Linked DNA regions of Sus scrofa: region 1 is linked to region 2. The links are chromatin contacts, called in public Hi-C maps. All regions are on one chromosome and are shown on one strand. The core of a region is the stretch at or near the end of the contact, and the rest is flanking DNA. Distances in the headings are between cores, read along the strand shown. Region 1 overlaps STAT5B (signal transducer and activator of transcription 5B). Region 2 holds the start of HSD17B1 (hydroxysteroid 17-beta dehydrogenase 1).

Region 1 (5,155 bases), core at 141-2,640, 290 kb before region 2:
ATAGACTTTAACTGGTGAAATTAAAGGGAAAATAACATCTACACTGTCAGAATCATAGAAATATACACGCCTGCCTGAGTTTGATCAAGTGGTCCTACAACCAAAAAAAAAAAAAAAACCAGGATAGAGAGGAAAAGACAGAAGAAGGGGGAAATACCACAGAGCAGTTACCAACAGTCCGTGGATCTCGGCTACAAACACTTGCCCCTGCATCTGGACTGACTTGTTCTTTGCTTTTGGGGGGGGGGGGCGGAGCAAAGGAGAAAAGAATAGCTTTATTGCTTTGACAGGCATAAGAGGGTCACAGGAGGCTAAGGCCCTAAAGACTGGGCCCCCTCCTTTACTGTTTTTGATGTGTGGTCTGTGACCCGCAGCGGCAGCGTTGCCAGGGAGCCTCTGGGAAACGCAAAATATCAAGCCCCATTTCAGACCTGCTGAAGCTGAGCCTGCGCCTTAACAAGCTGCCCAGGTGATGTGTAAATTTGAACTGGACTAGATCACACTGTGAGGCCACAGAGAACACGCCATCATACAGCTGCTGCAATAATTATCAGCAAAGTGCAGTTATCTGATTCTGCTGGAAGGCATGATTCTGCAACGGAAAAGACAGACTACCAAGGCCTCCTGCTTCCCCTATCGAACCTCCTCTGACTACCAGCAAACCTGTTGGCTAGCTGGTTAACACACAGCCATTTAAAAGAGTTAGACTCAGAGACTATGAGATCTTTGAACTGGGGCACTTAAAACACGGGGGTGGCCATGGATGCAAAGACACAAACGTTCAATTTAAAATCGAAGATGTGACAGGTGGCATCTGAACTGCCTGAGGCTAGAGGAAATGTGGCCTTCATTGGCACCCTCTTTTGAGGGCTGAGGGCCCCATGGGAGTCTGACTTTGCATTACACTCAAGGAGCCTCAGAGAGTCAAGGGGACTGAGCCATGGAGTTCTGAGCATCACCAAAGCTTTACTTCTCATGAGTTATGTGATCATTTGCTTTGCTGTTTCCTTTACAAAGGAAGAAAATGCATGCAAAGCCGTTTGCTTAAATATTCAAGCACAAAATTTTCTACACACACACACACAAAGCATGTGGCTTTCAGAGGCTTCCTATTACCGTGGGCATGGTGTATTAGAGGCATGAGGAACGGGGGCCCGGGGCAGGGATGCTCCCGAGGGGTCTGGCCTGGAGGGGCTGATCTGATTGCAGCAGGCGGGGGCCCTCACCCTGTTGAACTGGGACCAGGACACAGACATGCCGCTGTAGTCCTCCAGATGGCTGCTGCTGCTGTTGAAGAGCTTCTGCGCCAGGAACACGAGGTTCTCCTTGGTCAGGCCCCGGTTGCTCTGCACCTCGGCCTTGAATTTCATGTTGAGCGCCTCGCACAGCTGCGGCCACAGGACTTTGTCAGGCACCGCAAAGGGCACCCTGCCCTGCGGGGGTGGGGTGAAGGGGAGAGAAGCCAGAACCTTAGGAGAAAACACCTGCAGGATTTATCCCCTCAGCCCGAAAAAGAAAACCACTGAGGAGGGGATGGAGTTGCAAACACTTGTCTGGCTGAGCGTGGGGCTAAACTCAAACCTTCGCGGGGTTTGCGGTTCTGGGACATTGAGAAGGTTCCATCTCACTGTCTTCACATGCCACTTGGAAGCTATCAGTGCTGTTCCGTAAAAGAGCTGCTGGACATACTGTCTGATCCCATGCTCTCATGGTCACGGAGACAAAACATGACCAAAGTCTGACTCTGACACTATAAACTCAAAGGGAGTACAAATCCACAAGACTGGTTCTCTAGGTGCAGAGAGAGAATGTGTGTGTTCATATGTGGGTGCGCAACCGTCATCCGTGCCCTTGACCCCTTCTGCCAAGAACTCCAGCTCAAAGTGAAAGGACTTACTATGGAAGAGTGGAAACTGTGCTCTGACAACTTTACTGCAAAACAGGTTAGAATGTGAATTTTTTTTTTTTTTTTGTCTTTTTGCTATTTCTTTGGGCCGCTCCCGTGGCATATGGAGGTTCCCAGGCTAGGGGTCGAATCGGAGCTGTAGCCGCCAGCCTACGTGCCAGAGCCACAGCAACGTGGGATCCAAGCCGCGTCTGCAACCTACACCACAGCTCACAGCAATGCCGGATCCTTAACCCACTGAGCAAGGGCAGGGACCGAACCCGCAACCTCATGGTTCCCAGTTGGATTCGTTAACCACTGCGCCACGATGGGAACTCCAGAATGTGAATTTTTAATAAATGGCTTTTCATCCCATTCAGCCACGGTATTTCATTTTAATTATTGTAACTTTTTTTTGGAATAGGCAATTTCTCCACATGATATAAAATTTCAAAAGCACAGAAGGGCCTACAGTGAAGTCATTTCCCTTCTCTGTCCATCAGCAATCTAGTTCCTTTCCTAAATCTTGTAATCTAGTTTACTGGGTATACCTCCAAAGATATTCTTTACATGCTGGCAAATATGTATACATTTCCCCTTTTTTAATATATAGAACCCACATCTTGCATCTTTTTTTTTTTTTTCACTTAATATTTTATCTGAGAGGCCTCAGCACATAAAATTTTCTTTCGAGGCTGCTCATTATTCTACACTATGGAGGAATAATAATATATTTAACCTCGCAGGGGGACATCTGCGCACGAGTCTCCAGTCTTTGGCTACTACAAACAGTGCTGCAGCCTATTCATGTCACTTGGCACATTCGCAAATATATCTGTAGAATTAATTCCCACAAGTATGTATTTATATTAAAGCAGCATAATGGGGAGGGTGTGAAGAAAAGGGAGCCATCTCCTATACTGTTGGTGGGAAGGTAAAGTGGTGCAGCCACTGCGGACAGTATGGATGTTCCTTAAAAAACTAAAAATAGAGTTGTCATATGATCTCGCAATCCCACTCCTGGGCATACGTCTGGAGAAAACTCTAATTCAAAATGATACATGCGCCCCAATGTTCACAGCAGCACTGTTTACAATAGACAACACATGGAAGCCACCTAAATGCCCATCAACAAATGAAAGGATAATGAAGATGTGGTACATACATATACCATGGAATATTACTCAGCCGTAAAAAGATAAAGTCATTTGCAGAAACATGGATGGACCTAAAAATTATCACACTAAGTGAAGTAGGTCAGACAGAGAAAGACAAATACTGTATATCATTTTTTAAATTTCATCTTTTTAGGGCTGCACCTGCAGCATATGGAGGTTCCCAGGCTTGGGGTTGAATCAGAGCTATAGCCGCCAGCCTACACCACAGCCACAGCAATGCGGGATCTGAGCTACATCTGTGACCTACACTGCAGCTCACAGAACGCCAGATCCTTAACCCACTGAATGAGGCCAGGGATTGAACCCACGTCCTTGTGGATGCTAGTCAGGTTCATTAACCACTGAGCCATGTCAGGAATTCCTGATATCACTTTTACGTGGAATCTAAAACATGATACAAATGGAACTTATTTACAAAACAGAAACGGACTCACAGACATAGAAAACAAACTTACTGTTACCAAAGGGAAAAAAGGGGTGTGGGAGGGGGATAAATTAGGAGTTTGGGATTAAGATAGACACTACTATATGTAAAACAGATAAACAATAAAGTCCTACTGTATAGCACAGGGAACTATATTCAACATCATGTAATTAAACCATAATGGAAAAGAATATATATGCACAGCTGAATTGCTCTGCTGAACACCAGAAACTAATAGAACACTATAAATCAACTATACTTCAAAAAAAAAAAGAAGAAATAAAACAGCATATGATGTACACAAGTCATTAACATAATTGCAAATGTTAAAAGTGCGTATATATTTCGACAAGATACTTTAGGAATGACATGTTACAAGGAGATGCCAGAGTTACCTGGAGAGTGAAATCTCCGGACAGAGGGTGGGAAGTGAGAGCAGATGTGGCAGTAAGGCTACCCAGGAGGCTTATCAGGACAGATGTGTGCAGATATTTTATTTTTCTTTTTTCCTTGTCTATTGATTTTCAATTATTCATTCTTTCCTATACATGTGTGTGTATACACACACATACACATTTCTACATATTTGTTTGTTTGTTTAAACATCAAGTCAGTTAGTCAGTGAATCGACTGTATTCCTGTTCCAATTGACTGTTCATCCCAAATCCTCTCTTGGATCAAGTCTTTGAACTCTTTATGCAGATTTTTGTGTGTGTGTCTTTTTAGAGCCGCACCCGAGGCACATGGAAGTTCCCAGGCTAGGAGATCGAATCAGAGCTGTAGCTGCCAGTCTACGCCAAAGCCATGGCCACTCAGGATTGTAAGAGTTGCATCTTCGACCTGCACCGCAGCTACAGCAATGCCAGATCCTTAACCCGCTGAGTGAGGCCAGGGATTGAACCTGCATCCTCAGGAAACCAGTTGGGTTCATTACCACTGAGCCACAATGAGAACTCCCTGGGAAGATATTTTTTTAAAAGGAGCCTTGAACCCAAGGTTTACACCCAAGCATGGTAGAATTTCTGCTATAAATCTCATCCGAGCAGAAATTTGTTCTCCTCACAGTAGAGCCACATTAGAGAAGGACGTACTTTTACATTCCGGACAACAGTATAACCTCTTGCCATGCTTTTGTGGACGAATCTCTACTAGAAATATGCAACACGTGCAACTCTGCCTATTGAAATGCTTTGGGAATCATCAAGCAGGACTCTAGTAATATTCAGACAGCATTTGGTGCGTAAATCCACAGAATCATATTTTTTCCTTTACACAAAGCAACTCATTTTTCATGAGATGTGGGGTGAATCACAGAATCTAAAATTTGGAAAAGACGTTAAATGTCACCCTCATTCACTGGAGGGAAGATGACAGGAAGAAACTTCTAAGCTGAAGTGACCTCCTGAGAGAAACCTGGGAGTCCCAATTCCATATATGGTTTCACTTAAGATTCAAAATAAAACTTACAGGATACTGACTTTGTATATTAGCTAAATTAATCTTGCAAACATAACTCTGGAGCATTACCCTTCCTCCCTGTGTTGCAGACACTTACGGGAAACTTAGGTCAAGTGCATTTCCTGTGGTCGCAGAGGGAGGAAATGGTGGAGCTGGAATTGAAACCCTGGCCTTCCTTCAAGCTCCTGCTTATTCTTTCTCTCTCTCTCT
Region 2 (5,208 bases), core at 2,414-4,913:
CCCCCCACTAGGGTGTTCCCTCAGATCAGTGTCACCCAGATGGGCAGCTGGGGACATTTCAACTGCTCCTACTCCTGTTCCTTCCTCCTGGCCCCGGAAGACCCCCTCTTCCCCATCGTGGGGAGCCTCTTCCTGAGGGAGCTGACCAAAGAGTTTGGCACGGATCACATCTACGGGGCAGACACTTTCAATGAGATGCAGCCCCCCTCCTCAGAGCCCTCCTACCTCGCTGCAGCCACCGCCGCCGTCTACCAGGCCATGATCACAGGTACGGTGCCACCAGGAGGTGGGCAAGGGCAGCCCCCCCCCGACCCTCAGAGAGATGGGGGTGGCAGAGGTCACCGGGGATGGGAGGAGGGACTGGGAATAAGAACACCCTGCAGGGAGTTCCCGCTGCGGCTCAGCAAAAATGAACCCAACTAGCAGCCATGGGGATTCAGGTTCTACCCCTGGCCTCGCTCAGGGGTTAAGGATCCAGCGTTGCCATGGCTGTGGCATAGATCAGCTGATGTAGCTCCAGTTCGACCCCTAGCCTGGGAACTTTCAAATGCCACAGGCGTGGCCATTAAAAAAAAAAAAAAAGAACACCTTGCTGTAACACACAGCACTTTACAGTTTACAAAGCACCTCTACACCCACATATCCTCTCATTTAATCATAACTGTGGTTGAGAGGCGAGCCCTGGAACGGGACACCCTCTGCACTGGCACTGCCATTTCCTGCCTGCAAGACACAGTCACTCGCCTCCCTCCCAGGGCCTCCCCCGCCTCCGCTGCTTCCCCTGTAAAATGGGGCCGCCTCATAAGCAGAATGACACCTGTCCAGAGAAAAGTGTCATGAAGGGCTGGCTATTCAGAGTGTCTTATCTGGTGCCTAAGTCTGCACTGAGGTGGGTAACGCAGGCCAGAGGTCAAGGGCCATGCCCAGTGTGTGTTGGTGCCCTTCCTGGTGCACAAATGTGACCCCAGCATTCCTTCCTGCCCCTGGCAGGGGAGCGGCAGAGAGGGGCCAGGTCAGGAAGAGCGTGGCGAGGCCTCTGTGCCAGCCAGGGAGGGGGAGATTGGCTCAGGCTTCCAGCAGCACTGTTCCAAGTGTGGTCCGGGGACCGCAGCATCCCCGGAGCCACCAGATCTGCAAGTTGTCAGCACCTCCCCCACTTCCTGAATCAGAATCAGCCCTCTGGGTAATTCTTCTGCTCCATTAAGCTATACAACACTATCCTGGCACTCCCCGGGGGCGGCGGGGGTGGGGGGGACAGGGAGATAGGAGGGGTGTGTGTGATGAAATGCCCCGCTGGCTGGGGGGTCCGGGAAAGCAGTGTCCTGTGAGAGAGTCAGTTAACGTCCCTTCCCAGGGCCTCTGTTTCCTCATCTGTACAATAGGGCCAACCTTCCCCTGCGCCCTCTCTTCTCAGCATCCTCTTTTTTGTCCCCCCTGCCCCAACCACAGTGGACCCTGACGCCGTGTGGCTGCTCCAAGGCTGGCTCTTCCAGCACCAGCCCCAGTTCTGGGGGCCCGCACAGGTGGGGGCTGTGCTGGGGGCCGTGCCCCGCGGCCGCCTCCTGGTTCTGGACCTGTTTGCAGAGAGCCAGCCTGTGTACGTCCGCACAGCCTCCTTCCTGGGCCAGCCCTTCATCTGGTGCATGCTGCATAACTTTGGGGGCAACCACGGCCTGTTTGGGGCCCTGGAGTCTGTGAACCAAGGCCCCGCAGCCGCCCGCCTCTTCCCCAACTCCACCATGGCAGGCACAGGCATGGCCCCTGAGGGCATCGGCCAGAACGAGGTGGTCTACGCCCTCATGGCTGAGCTGGGCTGGCGGAAGGACCCAGTGGCAGATTTGGGGACCTGGGTGACCAGCTTTGCGGCCCGGCGGTACGGGGTCTCCCAGGGGGATGCGGAGGCGGCCTGGAGGCTGCTTCTCAGGAGTGTCTACAACTGCTCTGGCGAGGGCTGCACCGGACACAATCGCAGCCCCCTGGTCAGGCGACCATCCCTCCAGATGGCGACCACCGTCTGGTACAACCAATCAGATGTATTTGAAGCCTGGCGGCTGCTGCTGAAAGCCACTCCCACCCTGGCCAGCAGCCCAGCCTTCCGCTATGACCTGGTGGACATCACTCGCCAGGCAGTCCAGGAGCTGGTCAGCTTATACTATGAAGAGGCGAGGACGGCCTATCTGAATAAGGAACTGGTTTCCCTGATGCGGGCAGGAGGCATCCTGGCCTACGAGCTTCTGCCTGCTCTGGACAAGGTGCTGGCTAGTGACAGCCACTTCCTGCTGGGCAGCTGGCTGGAGCAGGCCCGGGGGGTGGCAGTCAGTGAGGCTGAGGCCCTTTTCTATGAGCAGAACAGCCGCTACCAGCTGACCCTGTGGGGGCCAGAAGGCAACATCTTAGACTATGCCAACAAGCAGCTGGCAGGACTGGTGGCTGACTACTACACCCCCCGCTGGCGGCTCTTCATGGAGATGCTGGTTGAAAGCCTGGTCCAAGGCATCCCCTTCCAACAGCACCAGTTTGACCAGAACGTCTTCCAGCTGGAACAGACCTTTGTCCTTGGCACCAGGAGGTACCCTAGCCAGCCCCAAGGTGACACGGTAGACCTGGCCAAGAAGCTCTTCCTCAAATATTACCCCCGGTGGGTGGCTGGCTCCTTGTGACATCAACCATCCTTGGGCCACATTCTCCCCAAACTCCAGGCCTGGACAGGTTCCCAGGGCCTGGGGCTGGACAAGCCTCACAGGAGTTCCCCAGGCCTGGGTGAAGGAACTCATGCTGGTGGGATCAGGCATGGAAGGTTTGGAGGGGCCTGAGCTGCCTTCCTCCCTCATCTCAAATTTGGGATCAAAGTACTGTTTTAATACAACTTAATAAACTGATGAATCACCTGGACCTGTGTGTCGGAATGTCAGTGCCATGACACCTGGGAGGACTCAAGGCTATCGCATAGACACTGGTGAGGCCACTTCTCCCTGCCCCCTTGCCTCAGCTCCCCCATTTTAAAAAGTAACCTTTGACCTTTGAACGGAGACTGCCCTGGAGTTCCCTTCGTGGCACAGCGGTAATGAACCAGACTAGTATCCATGAGGATGTGTGTTCAATCCCTGGCCTCACTCAGTGGGTTAAGGATCTGGCGCTGCCATGAGCTGTGGTGTAGGTCACAGACTCCTTGGATCCCGAGTTGTTGTGTAGAGTGGCAGCTACAGCTCTGATTCGACCCCTAGCCTGAGAACTTCCATATGCCCCTAAAAAGACAATAAGTAAACGAACAGACACACTGAGAATGCCCTTCCGAAGCATTTGCTTTCACACCCTCAGCAACAAACCTTGGCAACTAGGATTGTCCCTGTGTGTCAGAGGCTTGCTAGGGGAAGATCAGCTCTGGGGCACTCAGTGCCCACACCTCCTGTTTGCAAAGCTTCACCCACCCTCTGACCAGCAACTAAAAGGGGATGTTCCAGGCAGTGGCCTCATCTCTGCCTTGACCTAGAGAAAATTGGGGAGAGCAGGCCAGCAACCCACAGGAGGGCTCAGCCTTGAGATTGTGCTGAAGACATAATAAGGGGTGGGGACCCCAGCGGGCAGGGGCGGGTCACAGCAGATGATAACTATCCCGGAGACCAGAGCCCAGCATTCCTCGCCTTTCCAAACTGCACAACCCAATGGACCGCACCGTGGTGCTCATCACCGGCTGTTCCTCCGGCATCGGCCTGCACCTGGCCCTGCGTCTGGCATCTGACCCATCTCAGAGCTTCAAAGGTACAGGAGGCTGGGAGTGGAGAGAAACCACAGCTCCTGGTAGGAGGGGGCCTAGGTAGGGTTGGGAGCCAGGAATTCAGAGCCTCTTCTTCTCCCTGCACCTCCAGTGTACGCCACCCTAAGGGACTTGACGGCACAAGGCCCGCTGTTGGAGGCCGCCCAGGCCCGAGGGTGCCCCCCGGGCTCCCTGGAGACCTTGCAGCTGGATGTGAGGGATGCAGATTCAATAGCGGATGCCCGGGCACACGTGACCGAGGGACGCGTGGATGTGCTGGGTGAGCCTCCCCGCCAAACAAGTTGCCCTTCCTCACCCTGTGTCCAAACCAAGATGTACGGAGGCCCAGGGAGCCCCAGGGGACAAGCGGGGTGCAGGGCTCTGCGTGAGGCGGACAGGGTGTGGTCTCTCTCCCCACAGTGTGCAACGCAGGCCGGGGCCTGGTGGGGCCCCTGGAGGCACACAGGGAGGGCGCTGTGGACTCCGTGCTGGATGTGAACCTGGCCGGCACCGTGCGGATGATGCAGGCCTTTCTGCCGGACATGAAGCGGCGCCGCTCGGGTCGCATATTGGTGACCGGGAGCCTGGGAGGCCTGATAGGTGAGTAGAAAAAGGAGGGGCCAGAAGCGGCAGGAGGGGGGGCGTCTGATAAAAGCGGGGAGGTGGGAGCTGGCGAGACCGCCACGGGCTTCGCTTGCTTCTGCTGCTCCGCGCACCTCAGCAGCCCCCTCTCCCCTCCAAGGGCTTCCCTTCAACGCTGTTTACTGCGCCAGCAAGTTTGCAATCGAAGGCTTATGCGAGAGTCTGGCGGTTGTGCTGCAGAGCTTCGGGGTCCAGTGAGTTACCGCCCCGCCCCCGGGGACCCTCTGAACCCTGCCTTTGGGAACCCCAGCACCCTGCCTTGTTGGAGCCGCTCCCAGGCGTTCTCGCTGGCCCCTCCCTTGTGCGGGTCCCATTCGTCGTGTGCCAGGCACAGTACTGGCACAGTACTGGGCGCTTGGCACGCGTCCTCCCACTCCGCCTGAGCTAGTGAGGCGTCGGTATCGTCATGGGGAAGCTCAGGCCTAGAGAAGTTCGGTGCTGACCCAAGGTCGCACAGAAGTTAGTGTCCCAGGCAAGTTGGCATTTTGACGCCAGAGCCTCTCACACCCTCCAAGGGATGTGGGGGCGCTTTGGGGGCAGTGAGCCGCTTTCAAACCACCCCCCACCTCCTCGCCCGCCTCCCTCCCGGCTGCGCATCCACTCCCGCTCACTCGCCGCCCTCCGGCCCGCAGCGTGAGCGTCATCGAGTGCGGCCCGGTGCGTACTGCCTTCCCCGAGAAGCTGGAGGACGGCCTGGGCGGGATACTGGATCGCGCGGACGCCGAGACCCGTGACCTCTTCTCCCGCTACCTGAGCCACTTCGAGCAGACGTTCCTTGAGGCGGCGCAGGACCCGGAGGAGGTGGTCGAGGT

Evidence for each region. A called contact is a pair of places that touch in the nucleus more often than the background predicts.
Region 1: a Hi-C map of skeletal muscle shows a contact between it and region 2, with 2.5 times the contacts expected there. The contact joins the enhancer-like site here to the promoter of HSD17B1 in region 2. A contact is called at or near these places in 2 of 5 promoter capture datasets (fetal liver and liver), 3 of 47 Hi-C or Micro-C datasets (retroperitoneal adipose tissue, skeletal muscle and subcutaneous adipose tissue) and 1 of 2 datasets of contacts at active chromatin or transcription factors (skeletal muscle).

Annotation. Positions count from the first base shown.
Region 1 is chr12:20,559,241-20,564,395 of Sscrofa11.1, reverse strand. It overlaps STAT5B (signal transducer and activator of transcription 5B), which reads right to left. Exons shown (of 18, transcript NM_214168.1): 12 at 1,227-1,433. Among named protein-coding and RNA genes, the nearest start is that of STAT5B, 17 kb to the right of the region's middle. Within about 2 kb of position 1,390, at least 2 of the 83 cell types and tissues checked have an H3K27ac peak or open chromatin away from gene starts, as enhancers often do. A contact at or near this core is called in skeletal muscle, where this site is marked.
Region 2 is chr12:20,269,804-20,275,011 of Sscrofa11.1, reverse strand. HSD17B1 (hydroxysteroid 17-beta dehydrogenase 1) reads left to right here and starts at 3,663. Exons shown (of 6, transcript NM_001128472.1): 1 at 3,663-3,759; 2 at 3,867-4,034; 3 at 4,175-4,354; 4 at 4,497-4,590; 5 at 5,029-5,206. The coding sequence starts at 3,663.